Regions from separate parts of the Mus musculus genome. Here region 1 is linked to region 2. A link is a contact called in public promoter capture Hi-C data. All regions are on one chromosome and are shown on one strand. The core of a region is the stretch at or near the end of the contact, and the rest is flanking DNA. Distances in the headings are between cores, read along the strand shown. Region 1 has its middle 27 kb from the start of Oprd1. Region 2 holds the start of Mecr (mitochondrial trans-2-enoyl-CoA reductase).

Region 1 (2,700 bases), core at 46-2,545, 330 kb before region 2:
ACTGTGAGGCAAAATAAGGCTTTTCTCTAAAACTCACCCGTCTGCTACTGCATCATTGGCAACAGACAACGGGCTAATGCAGACAGGAAGAGAATGATTCTATAAAGCTGCCTGCAGTGGTAGATCTGATGTGTAGTTGACTTTGAAAAAGAAGCACCTTGGGATGCTCAGATGGCTCAGAGCCTCAGAGGTTAACTGGCTGCTCTTCCAGAGGACTCTGATTCAATTCCCAGCACCCACATGGCAGCTCACAACTGTCTGTAACTCCAATTCCAGGGGATCCAACACCCTCACACAGACACACATGCAGGCAAAACACCAATGCACATGAAGTAAAAATAAATAAATTATAATAAATTTAAAGAAGAAGAAGAAGAACAACAACAACAATAACAACAATGGATGTGGTGGCACAGCTATTTAGACACACAGCACTTGGGAAGCAGAGGCCAGCCTGGTCTACAGGGTTCAAGAACAGCCAGAACTACACAAAGAAACCCTGTTTCAAAAAACCAAAAAAGCCGGATGTGGTGGCACATGCCTTTAATCCCAGCACTCGGGAGGCAGAGGCAGGTAGATTTCTGAGTTCGAGGCCAGCCTGGTCTACAAAGTGAGTTCCAGGACAGCCAGGGCTATACAGAGAAACCCTGTCTCGAAAAACAAAAAACAAAACAAAACAAAAGACAAAAAAAAAAAAAAAAAAAAAAAAAGAAAAGAAAGAAAGAAAGAAAAAAGAAGGAAGAAGGAAGGAAGGAGTAGGAAGAGGAGGAGGAGGAGGAGGAGGAAGACCTCTGCCAGCACCCTCTACAGTGAGTAGCTACTTGTGCAGGGAGCCTGCCTTTCCCAGACCACACACCTACCCAGGCTCTGATTATGCAAAGCAAGTGCAAGAAAGATCACTGGAGAGAGGACACCAGAAATTCAAGATCTTGGGGCTGAAGAGGTGGCTGTGCACACAGTGAGAGGGTATCTCAAGAACCTGGCTGTGGCCCAGACCTTGCCAAAGGTCAGGCTGGTGTCCCCAGGAGGGAGGCTTCTCTGTCCTCCCTAAACTCAGGACCCAGGGTCAGCAAAGATTAATGGAGGGCTGGGAGGAGCCCTGGTCTGGGCTTGGAGCTGGGATCTTGTTAACTTGTCTGGCCTTGAGGGCAGGCTCAGGCAGCTCTGAGCCTTGCAATGGAAGTAGCTTTGTGGAGGGGCAGACTGGGCAGTCTGCGTTCCCTTCGCACTGAGACAGAAGGGAAGAGATGAGCGATCCGTGAGCCTCCTGGGGAGGCTGCTTTTCTTTTTCAGAGAAGTCTGAAGACCGAAGTGAGTCACGCTTCCAAATGCAGGAAGGACAGCAGCCCAGCCTCTGCTCAGCCCTTCTGCCATCTGCTCCTGGTGAGGAGGGACCTGCATCTCAGATCTTCTACAAGATGCTGCTGTGTGAAGATTTATGCACTTATATCTTTAAAGGACAAGAAGAACTTCGTTGGATTTTTCCCTATTTATTTAAAAAGATTTAGACAGTTGCACAAAGTTATAAAAAGAAAAAACCAAAAACCAAAAACCAAACAAACAAACAAACAAAACCCAAGTAACATACAGTCGCTTTGTGTGGAAGGAGCTGCTGGCAGCTTAGTTGTAGCTCATTATGCTTCTTTCTCTTAAGGTTGGAACTGGGGCTCCCAGAGTCACTAGGCCTTAATAACTCCACACACTCTGCCTTTATTGCTGCTGCTCAGCAGGAATCTCCTCAGGAGGGGGGAAGCTTGTGGAGGTGGGGGGTGGGTGGGTTGGGGAGGACCAAGAGAATAGGGGAGGACCAAGAGAATAGGGGGAAGAAGTTCAGAGTTGTCTCTCACACTTGGATTGCTGCAGATTAAAAATAAAATGCAAATAAAATCTGGGGATGTGGGCTGGAGAGATGCCTCAGGGGTTGGGAGCACCGACTGCTCTTCTGAAGGTCCTGAGTTCGAATCCCAGCAACCACATGGTGGCTCACAACCATCTGTAATGAGATCTGACGTCGTCTTCTGGTACATCTACAGTGTACTTAGATATAATAATAACTAAATCTTAAAAAAAAAAGATCTGGGGATGCAAATCAGTTGGCCGAGACCTATCTAGTATGTGTGGAGTCCTGGGCTCCATCTCCAGCATCACATTAATTAGGAGTTTATACTCCCAGCATTTGGGAGGTGAAGGCAGGCAGTTTGAGATCATCCTTTCTGACTTAGCAAGTTTGAGGTCACCCTGGGCTATGTGAGACCCTATTTCAAACACACACACACACACACACACACACACACACACACACACACACATGCACAGAAAGAGAGAGGAGGAGAGGAAGAGAGAGTTTGTAGGAGTGAAGCAAAGCATGCGAGAGAGATGGCTCGTGGGTTAAGAGCCATCTGTATAGTCATGAGGAACAGAATTCAGAGCCTCCACACAACCATGTGTCACGAATACTCCTGTAACTCTGGCCCTGGGGAATCCCACGTCCTCTTCTTGCCTCTGTAGGTGCATCAGCATGCACAGATGCATACACACTGAAGCACATACATGCACACATGCTCAAGCACAAAGACACACATGCACACACACTCAAGCACGCACATGCACACCCATGCCCATATACTCGAGCACACATATACACCAATAAAAATACATTTTAATATAAATGAGAAAAGGCAAAGAAAAATGTATAATAAG
Region 2 (2,700 bases), core at 175-2,674:
GAGCTCCCTCCCCCATTAGAAGCAGGCAACTTCAGCCCCAGTGCTGGGGGCTGGGGGTGGCAGAGGTAGAAGGATCACTAGAAACTCCAGGTCAGCCAAGGCTACTCAACATGTTCTAGGCTAGCTGGGACCATACAGGGAGACCTTAAGAAGGGAAGAAATAATAATAATAAGATGCATGTTGGTAAGCCCAACTTGTCCACTTTTTGTTTGTTTTTGAGGCAGGGTCTCAATATGTAGTTCAGGCTAGCATTACATTCACAATCTTCCTCCCTTAGCAAGTGCTGGGACTACAGGCACACACCATGCGCATCCCCTAAACTGTATTTGAAGATTTTTTTTTAAATTTTTATGTATTTTTACTGTGAGTGTGTATTTTGAGACAAAGGCTCATTATGCAACCCATGTTGGTCTCAAACTCATAACCCTTTTACCTCAGCATCCTGGGATTATGAAACAACTCCTTTTTGCTTGTTTGTTTTGAGACAGGGTCTCTCTCTATAGTCCTGGCTATCCTGGAACTGACTATGTAGACTAGACTGGCCTTGAACTCACAGAGATCTGCGGGCCTCTGCCTCACTAGTGCTGGGATTAACGGCACATGCCATCAAGCTGGGTTTAAACAACTCGTCATAATTAGGCCAAGATGCACACATGGCTTGGTGGAAGGGAACTCGCATGAGAAACAGGTGAATTCCGGCACCTATTCCAATCACTAATTAGCCGTATCATTTTAGACAAGCCCCTCGGCCTCTGTGAAAGGCAAACAATAATCTCCTATTTAAAAACAGGTGTAGAATCTAGGTAGGCTGTCAGACCGTATGTTCAAATTTCTATTCTCACTGGCTGGGTGACTTGGGGCAAATGTTAATTTTAACTTTCTTATGCCTCGCTTTTCTCATCTGAAAAAAAAATGCAATAAATACCCCCAGACTGTTGCTGTGACAAATAGTCGGAAGCATCCACTGAGACAAAGGAGTGACTGCCACAATCTTCAAACCAATATGGGTCAGTAAACTCTGGCACCGGTGCCTCGCGGGTCCTTGGCCGCCGGAAAGCACCGGTGTCGGGTCAGCAAGCACGCCCTGGGGTCTCGGCATCTGTAGGACAGCAGAACCCTCTTCCTCGGACCCTGTCCTCTCCTGGCAGTCCGCCGCCCGCCTCAAAACCCTCCAGGAACCCCAGCTCCCTCCCCGGTGGCGGCGCCGACTCTTACTGGACGACCTTGGCTGGATCCCCATGGTTGCCATAGACCAGCGCCCGCACCCGTGACGGCTCAGAGAGAGCGGAGTAGGAGGATGTGGTCCGGCCGTGGCGGTACCAAGCCTCGAGGAGACCCGCAAGCTGAGGTGCCCGGGCTCGCGCCCCTGTCACTCGCTGGCTGACCAACATGCTGCTTCCAGCACTGGCAGAATCCGGCGCTCTGGACTACGTCATTCGTCCGCGACAGCAAGCCTGAGCCCCGCCCCGCTCGTGACCGCGCCCCCTTCTTTAAAAGAGGCCGCTCGCTCTCTGCCCAGGTATTGGTGTAGGGTTTCTCCCGGACTGGTGTGAGGATTGAGGGTGGGCTACGTAAGGTATTCAGAGACCTGGAGAAGTTGCACAGCTAGCCAAAGCAGCCTACCCATGAAGAGAGTTCAGAACTGGCTTAAAGCTGTGACTGCTGCTTGTCGCGTGGTGTTTCCGGGAAGTCATTTACATTCTGGCCTCAGTATCCCCTTTGCACTCTTTATTGAGATACCACTGTGCCAGACTTTTTAAAGTATCATTTCATCTTCAGTTCCCCCAGAACAACACAAAGACTTTATCAGCCCAGCATCACCACCATCATCAGTTTTTCGAGACAGGTTTCTTTGTGTGTTCCAGGCTGTCCCTCTGTAGACCAGGCTGGCCTCAAATTCAGAGATCCGCTTGCTTCTGCTTCCCAAGTGCTGTGATTAGAGGCATGCTCTACCAAGACTTGGGGACTTCTTTACCCAGAGTTAACATACCAGGAATACCAGGCTCAAATCCTAGCAGCTCTTTCCTAGCTTGGGCAAGTGAGCGCAACTTGGAGCCTATTTCTCATTGATGCCATGAAAATGATATACCTCATTTCAGACGGTTGTGAGGAATGGATAAAACATTAGAAGAAGCCGGGTGGTGGTGGCGCACGCCTTTAATCCCAGCACTTGGGAGGCAGAGGCAGGCGGATTTCTGAGTTCGAGGCCAGCCTGGTCTACAAAGTGAGTTCCAGGACAGTCAGGGCTACACAGAGAAAATCTGTCTTGGGAAGAAAAATAAAAACAAAACATTAGAACAATGTTAAGGAAAAATAAAAACAAAACATTAGAACAATGTTAAGGTTGACAGGATAATACATTGTAAAACCATCAAGCTGTTCAGCTATGAGAGGGGTCCCATGAAGGAAGATGTCGTTTAAAATGCTCACAGCATACAAAGAGATTGGGTGGGAAATGAAAATTCTTTGTAAAAGGTATTAACCTGGAAAGACGCAGGTTCTTAGTTTTGGTGGAAAAGAAACATCAGCATAAATAACCCGTCCGTGGAACATTTGTGTACATGCAAGTGTGCACTGTTGCAGGCTGAAGAAAGGGAGCAAGGAAGTGCTGCAGGAGGCAGTCCTTCCATTCCCAAACTGCGTGCATGGAAATCAGATGAGGTTCCATTTTAGGACTCCTGATTTAGAAACATGGAGAG

What was found. Promoter capture Hi-C pulls out the DNA fragments that hold promoters and counts their contacts.
Region 1: a contact with region 2 is called in a promoter capture Hi-C map of hippocampal neurons, with 4 times the contacts expected there. The contact joins the enhancer-like site here to the promoter of Mecr in region 2. A contact is called at or near these places in 5 of 39 promoter capture datasets (the C10 cell line, HPC-7-derived erythroid cells, hippocampal neurons and 2 more), 11 of 484 Hi-C or Micro-C datasets (B cells, the Ba/F3 cell line, CD8 T cells and 6 more) and 2 of 9 other capture datasets (adipose tissue and liver).

What each region holds. Positions count from the first base shown.
Region 1 is chr4:132,169,681-132,172,380 of GRCm38.p6, reverse strand. No RefSeq gene overlaps it. Among named protein-coding and RNA genes, the nearest start is that of Oprd1, 27 kb to the right of the region's middle. Within about 2 kb of position 1,295, at least 22 of the 459 cell types and tissues checked have an H3K27ac peak or open chromatin away from gene starts, as enhancers often do. A contact at or near this core is called in cerebral cortex and hippocampal neurons, where this site is marked.
Region 2 is chr4:131,842,195-131,844,894 of GRCm38.p6, reverse strand. It overlaps Mecr (mitochondrial trans-2-enoyl-CoA reductase), which reads right to left and starts at 1,424. Exons shown (of 10, transcript NM_025297.2): 1 at 1,217-1,424. The coding sequence starts at 1,392.